Linked DNA regions of Mus musculus: region 2 is linked to region 1. A link is a contact called in public HiChIP or PLAC-seq data. All regions are on one chromosome and are shown on one strand. Each heading gives the region's core, a stretch centred on a gene start, on an enhancer-like site or on the middle of the called end of the contact. The rest is flanking DNA. Distances are from core to core; before and after follow the strand shown. Region 1 overlaps Satb1 (special AT-rich sequence binding protein 1). Region 2 has its middle 47 kb from the start of Gm41600.

Region 1 (2,700 bases), core at 36-2,535:
AACTTGTAAATTTTATGTAATGTTAATTCATTGAAAATTAAGTGATGTAACCATCTTCTGCACTATTCCTGCTTCCTAGCTCCTGCAGTACTTAGAAAGTCCTGTCAGTGCAGTTAATGGTGAAGACTGGCTGCAAAGGACACGGAGGACTCCTTGCTCCTCTCTATGCAGTCATAATGCAGATATTGCAAGAATACTGCAACCAGTTCTTGATCAATGGTAACTAGTGGAGACTTCTGCACTCAAAGGACTTGCAGTCTGATAAGGGATATGTTTACTTCACTAATAATCACTCAGGTGGTTAGGTGATGACTGTTACAAATACTAATTTTGAGAAATACTAGGACCCATAACTTGTTGTAGGATTAGTCAAGGACTTTAGTAAGGGAAATTATGAGGCAGTGCACTTGAATTTCATGTTCAAGACTGGGTCAAGTTGGCTACAGAAGCCACAGATAGCAGAGTAAGTCAGTATATGCTCTGCCGTGACCTCCAAAGGCAGGTACCTTATTAAGCTACATTTAAGACATAGACTTCAAACTTACGAACTTGAGCAAGTAGCTGCTTTCTTAAACTGTAAGCAGTTGCCATGATGTTGGTCATAGATAATATGAGATAAGATGCTGCAAATATTTACAGGATATTGCATTTCCTCATGAAAATATGTTTTGATGAAGTTGTTTGGGCTGCAGCCCCACCCTTTCCCACCTGGCACTAGCAAAGTGGTGTTTGGTCCATTCAAGAAACATGTAGAAATCAGTACTGACATCCCAGACAGACAAAATGAGACGCATAACAGCAAAACATATGGCCTGGAATAGACATCCTTATATGCCCAACACAGACCATGTCCCCAAAAACTCATACATAGAAGACACCATGTGCAGCCAAAGCCAAAAAACAAAGAGTTGACATGACAGAAAGCAACGCGTTGCATAGATGGAACTGCTTTGAGTGGAGACAGCCAACTGTATTTGAATTTAAAAAGATAAACCAAGGCAAACCATGTCCGTAGAAAGCATTATGCTGGTGAGTGGCTGCTTCATTAACAGTCACCAGGGGAACTGCAGTATCTGAAAGCATTCAGGGTCTAAATGCCTTCTCTGTTTATTAAGACTATATACACCATTCACAACTCTAAATGTGTCTTAACACCTTCGGAGAACATCTGAGGCATGCAGCAGTCCTTTCATGAAGTTTTTAAAAATCTTGTGTATTTGTTATGCTACTTCATGCTCCTTTCCTTTGTGTATGAGGTTCGTCTGCCTTTTTGCATGGGAGAGACTATTGACACACTGTTTTGATGGTATCCACGTGCTGAATAGTACATGCACTGGGGCTGCAGGTCTTAGGCTGCTGCTGAAATTCTCCAGTTGGATAGCAAGATTTATAAACCTTATTTTAACTTTTCTTCAACAATTGCTTGAATCTTTTTGGCTAAAGATAAGCTGTCCCTGTAGAATTAGGTAGTATTTTTGCCTCCAACAGGACCAATTATAATTGCATAGATCTTGGAAGGTGATATAATTTCCTTTTTTTTCTTATTATTTTGATTGAATTTTACCAATTATTACTTAGTACCTATAGTGAGTTTACTAAAGAGGAAGATTACACACACACACACACACACACACACACACACTCCTGAGCATATATAGTAGTACAGCCCATCACTAGGTCTCAGCCTGTATGCCATTCTCCCCAGGCCATTTTTTAAGACATATACTTTATTCTTTAAGAAAATAATTGCTTTAGGAAAAAGATGATATGTCTATGACTAATAGGTTGATGACTTTCCTATACTGTTACTCTTTATAATAAAGTCATTATTATATGCCATTATGCTCATTCATTCTACCATTCCCCCAAGGCCATGTTAGTTAGTCTTTATTCCATACTTTCATGATTTTTGTTTATGAATAGGTTGTGGTTCCTGAGTAAAAGGTGCTGTTAAGATTAAAATTTCCCAGGTTACGTCAGCTCAGCATGGATCAGGTCCTTGGGAGACTGAGGCAATCAGGAGGCATTTTGTCATATTTATTTGTGTAAAATTATTGGAGAAACATAGTATTTTCATTCCCTTGTAATACGACATCTCAGAAACCTTTTTTTTTTGTTTGTTTTTAGTGTTGTTTTTTAGCTCAGAATTTGTCTTGACCAACAGCTAGCTAGTCTGCTCCTTCTTTTTTTTTTCTAAGAATTCAATTGAAGTTGAGTTGCATTAGTAAGTGACATATTGCTGTCTTTATAGGCCTGTATAATTTTTTTTTCTCTCTCTCTTTTTATTATTGTTTCTTAATGCATCCAGCATGACACTAGAACACACTGTTCCTACTAAGAAAGGTCAGGTTTCAGGGAAACATGTCAGGCATTACCAATTTGAAGGACTATTCAGTTATCCACACTGGAGACTGAAAGTTTAATGTATCCTATTGAAAAACATCATTGTTCTTATCAAGATAATCATGTTTGTTCTTTTAAATATCAAATATCTTTCAAAATAAGTTTAGCCCTCTAGTCACAATACAGACTCCCACGCAAGTGCTATATTTGGCTGTATTTGTATTTTCCTTATTGATTATTATACTGTAAATAGCCTCCACATTTCCCACACATTTCAACTTTAAAAAAATGTACTCTTAGTCTTTGTGGCGAAGGTGGTTTAAACTTCCTCTGTTTTGGATGGTATGTTTCTGCCTT
Region 2 (2,700 bases), core at 47-2,546, 540 kb before region 1:
TAGTTAACAGGGACTAATTTGGGTGATCTTTTTCACTTACAGTAAATAATAATAATAATAATAATAATAATAATAATAATAATTAATAATAATAAATAGTAACACATTTCTAAACGTATTTTATCTGCTTCAGAGTTTCACAAGTATAAAATAAAGAATTACCGATGTGACAGTGCTTAACACTGGGACAGAAAAAAATCGCTTATCCTGGAATGAGAAACACAGCCTGTTGGCAATTCCAGCCTTTTGTAAATTCTCCTCACAAGCTGGTGAACCCCAACCTGCAGCTTCCTAGCTTTCTGCTGTCAATTGTGACGAAATCATTGTCAATTAATCAACTGGAAGAGCAAACACCTGCCCAATTTATTATTTTTTTACAAGTAATTAGGGGTCCAATAAAGCAGCAGGAGTAGACAGGGTTTCAGGTAAAAGCATGTGTCAAACCTGCGTGTTTCTAAGTAATCTGATACGAGAGGGAAGGGGGTTGGAGAGAGAGAGAGACACAGACAGAGAGACAAGCAGAAACACAGACAGAGAGACAGACAGAGAGGGTGAGAGAAAAAGACAGACAAAGGCAGACATACAGAGAGGGAGAGAGAAATTCTTTTCACCCACAAAAGTCAACAAAAAAATATTCTGACATGCAGAACAAAGAGGCTTGTCGAACAATGATTTTTCTTACCTATGATCCCAAGTACTTGTAAGCATCTATCTATAAAATGTCCAAAGCAACATATGTTAAAGATATATGTAAGCTGCTGTTTTGTGGGTAGGGTAGGAGCTGTGGGCCTAGGTCTAAACCTAGATAATGAGAGATAGACAAGCTAGCAATTTTACATGAATTCTGTCAGCCAGACAACAGTGATGGACGCAAAACTTGCTCTCTTCTCCACCAAAAATGTGGAGATGAAAGAGAAGCAGCCAGTGGCAGAAGCCCATCTCCTTTTACACAAAACAGGTGGTGTTCTAGTTCAGATGCCATATTTGCTATTTAGGGTTCTTGTGATCTCTGTGAGGATGGATAAGCTATAGAGTGCGTAGGAGAAGCTACACAAAGCATCCACACTGCTCCAAGCCTGCAGGCTTATTGCGACCTCACACTCCACACGCTGAGATTGGTTATCTTGTCAAGCTTGCTACAGCATCCCTGTGAAATTTGGGTTACCACATTTAGCTGTAGGATTACAGCACTCAATACCGCAGATAGGAGATAATGCCTCCAGCGTGTGGGGCTGGGGCCATATAAGCCTCACAGTCTAATTTTGGTAGCTTTGGGGGTAGAGGAGATGCAGGTGAGGCAGGACGTGGAAGGAGTGATGCGCGTGGGCTGTTGTGGCATACCCTCTCCCACAGTCTGGCCCTTCTGCCTATACAGACAGAAGAAAACGACGTTTTAAAATTTGATTCTGTGCCCCCATCCCTTTTGAAGCTGACAACCATAAAACTGAATATACCTTTCTGAATAGAATTCTAACACATAGAAAGTACCCCACTCTGCATGCTTTTTTACTTTTCAATGTACCCTTGGAGACTGAAATAATAATTTGATATTCTCTGTCTGCTGGTGCTAGATGGGCTTTTCCTTTAATGATGCAATGCTTCCAGTGGCCAGAAAGTCTCAGGACATTGACAGAAGAATCTGTTGGAGCTTTGCTCCTTCACATTGGTTTGCTGGTGAGCACCATCTCTGACTGTTTCCATTCAACAAGCTCTCTGACACTACAAGAAGCTCTCTCTTCATCTGGTAGAATAACAGTGAACTTGGGTCTGCTTCCTGCCCACCTTTCTTGCTATCTCTGGAACTGCCTTCAGATTTAGACAGTTTGAATATTACCAGCTCCTAGGAACCATTTGACAGGAATGCTAAGGTTCTCAGAAAAGAGTTAGTTGTCAAAGGCTTTCTCTAGTCACATGACTGGGTTGATAAGTTTAAATGTAGCCAAGTGTTTCTCAAGTGTATTTGGAATATTTTAGGATATTCAATCTCTCTCTGTCTCTCTGTCTCTCTCTCTCTCTCTGTCTCTGTCTCTCTCTCTGTCTCTGTCTCTCTGTCTCTGTCTCTCTGTCTCTCTGTCTCTCTGCCTCTCTCTGTCTCTCTCTCTTTCTCTGTCTCCCTGTCTTTGTCTCTCTCTTTCTCTCTCTCTGTCTCTCTGTGTGTGTGTGTGTGTGTGTGTGTGTGTGTATGTCCTCTTTTTCTCACAGTTTGAGAATTGGTCTTGGAAAAACTCTCTACAGATTTTTTTTGGTTTTGTTTTGTTTTCGTTGTTGTTGTTTTTGTTTGTTTGTTTGTTTGTTTGTTTTTTGATACAGGGTTTCTCTGTGTAGCCCTGGCTGGCCTGAAACTCACTCTCTAGACCAGGCTGGCCTCGAACTCAGAAATCCACCTGCCTCTGCCTCCCAAGATTCTACAGCTTACATTGCTAACTACAAAAATCAGCATAGAGAGTTTTTCCAAGACCAGTTCTGCAGTTATCTGTGATCAGCAGTATCGGGGATCACCTCGGATCCAGAGCATCTATCTAGTCAAGGCATGGGCAATTGGTTTACTTTGTATGCTGACTCCTCCTGCAGGGTTAGTCTGAAAGTAACTTCCGTCCTGCAAAGCCCCTGGGTAAGCTGGATGTGAATGGTGCATAAGAAACAAGCCTTGTGGAAGGAATCCCAGAAAAGTGGCGGAAGTTCTGATGGATTAGTTCACTG

The links. HiChIP or PLAC-seq counts read pairs in DNA pulled down with a chosen protein or histone mark.
Region 2: an H3K27ac HiChIP or PLAC-seq map of CD4 single positive thymocytes shows a contact between it and region 1, with 6 times the contacts expected there. The contact joins two enhancer-like sites. A contact is called at or near these places in 1 of 484 Hi-C or Micro-C datasets (cerebral cortex) and 7 of 115 datasets of contacts at active chromatin or transcription factors (CD4 single positive thymocytes, forebrain, large pre-B cells and 4 more).

What each region holds. Positions count from the first base shown.
Region 1 is chr17:51,814,651-51,817,350 of GRCm38.p6, reverse strand. The region is part of intron 1 of Satb1 (special AT-rich sequence binding protein 1); the gene reads left to right. Among named protein-coding and RNA genes, the nearest start is that of Satb1, 17 kb to the left of the region's middle. Within about 2 kb of position 1,285, at least 3 of the 459 cell types and tissues checked have an H3K27ac peak or open chromatin away from gene starts, as enhancers often do. A contact at or near this core is called in CD4 single positive thymocytes, where this site is marked.
Region 2 is chr17:52,349,932-52,352,631 of GRCm38.p6, reverse strand. No RefSeq gene overlaps it. Among named protein-coding and RNA genes, the nearest start is that of Gm41600, 47 kb to the right of the region's middle. Within about 2 kb of position 1,296, at least 23 of the 459 cell types and tissues checked have an H3K27ac peak or open chromatin away from gene starts, as enhancers often do. A contact at or near this core is called in CD4 single positive thymocytes, where this site is marked.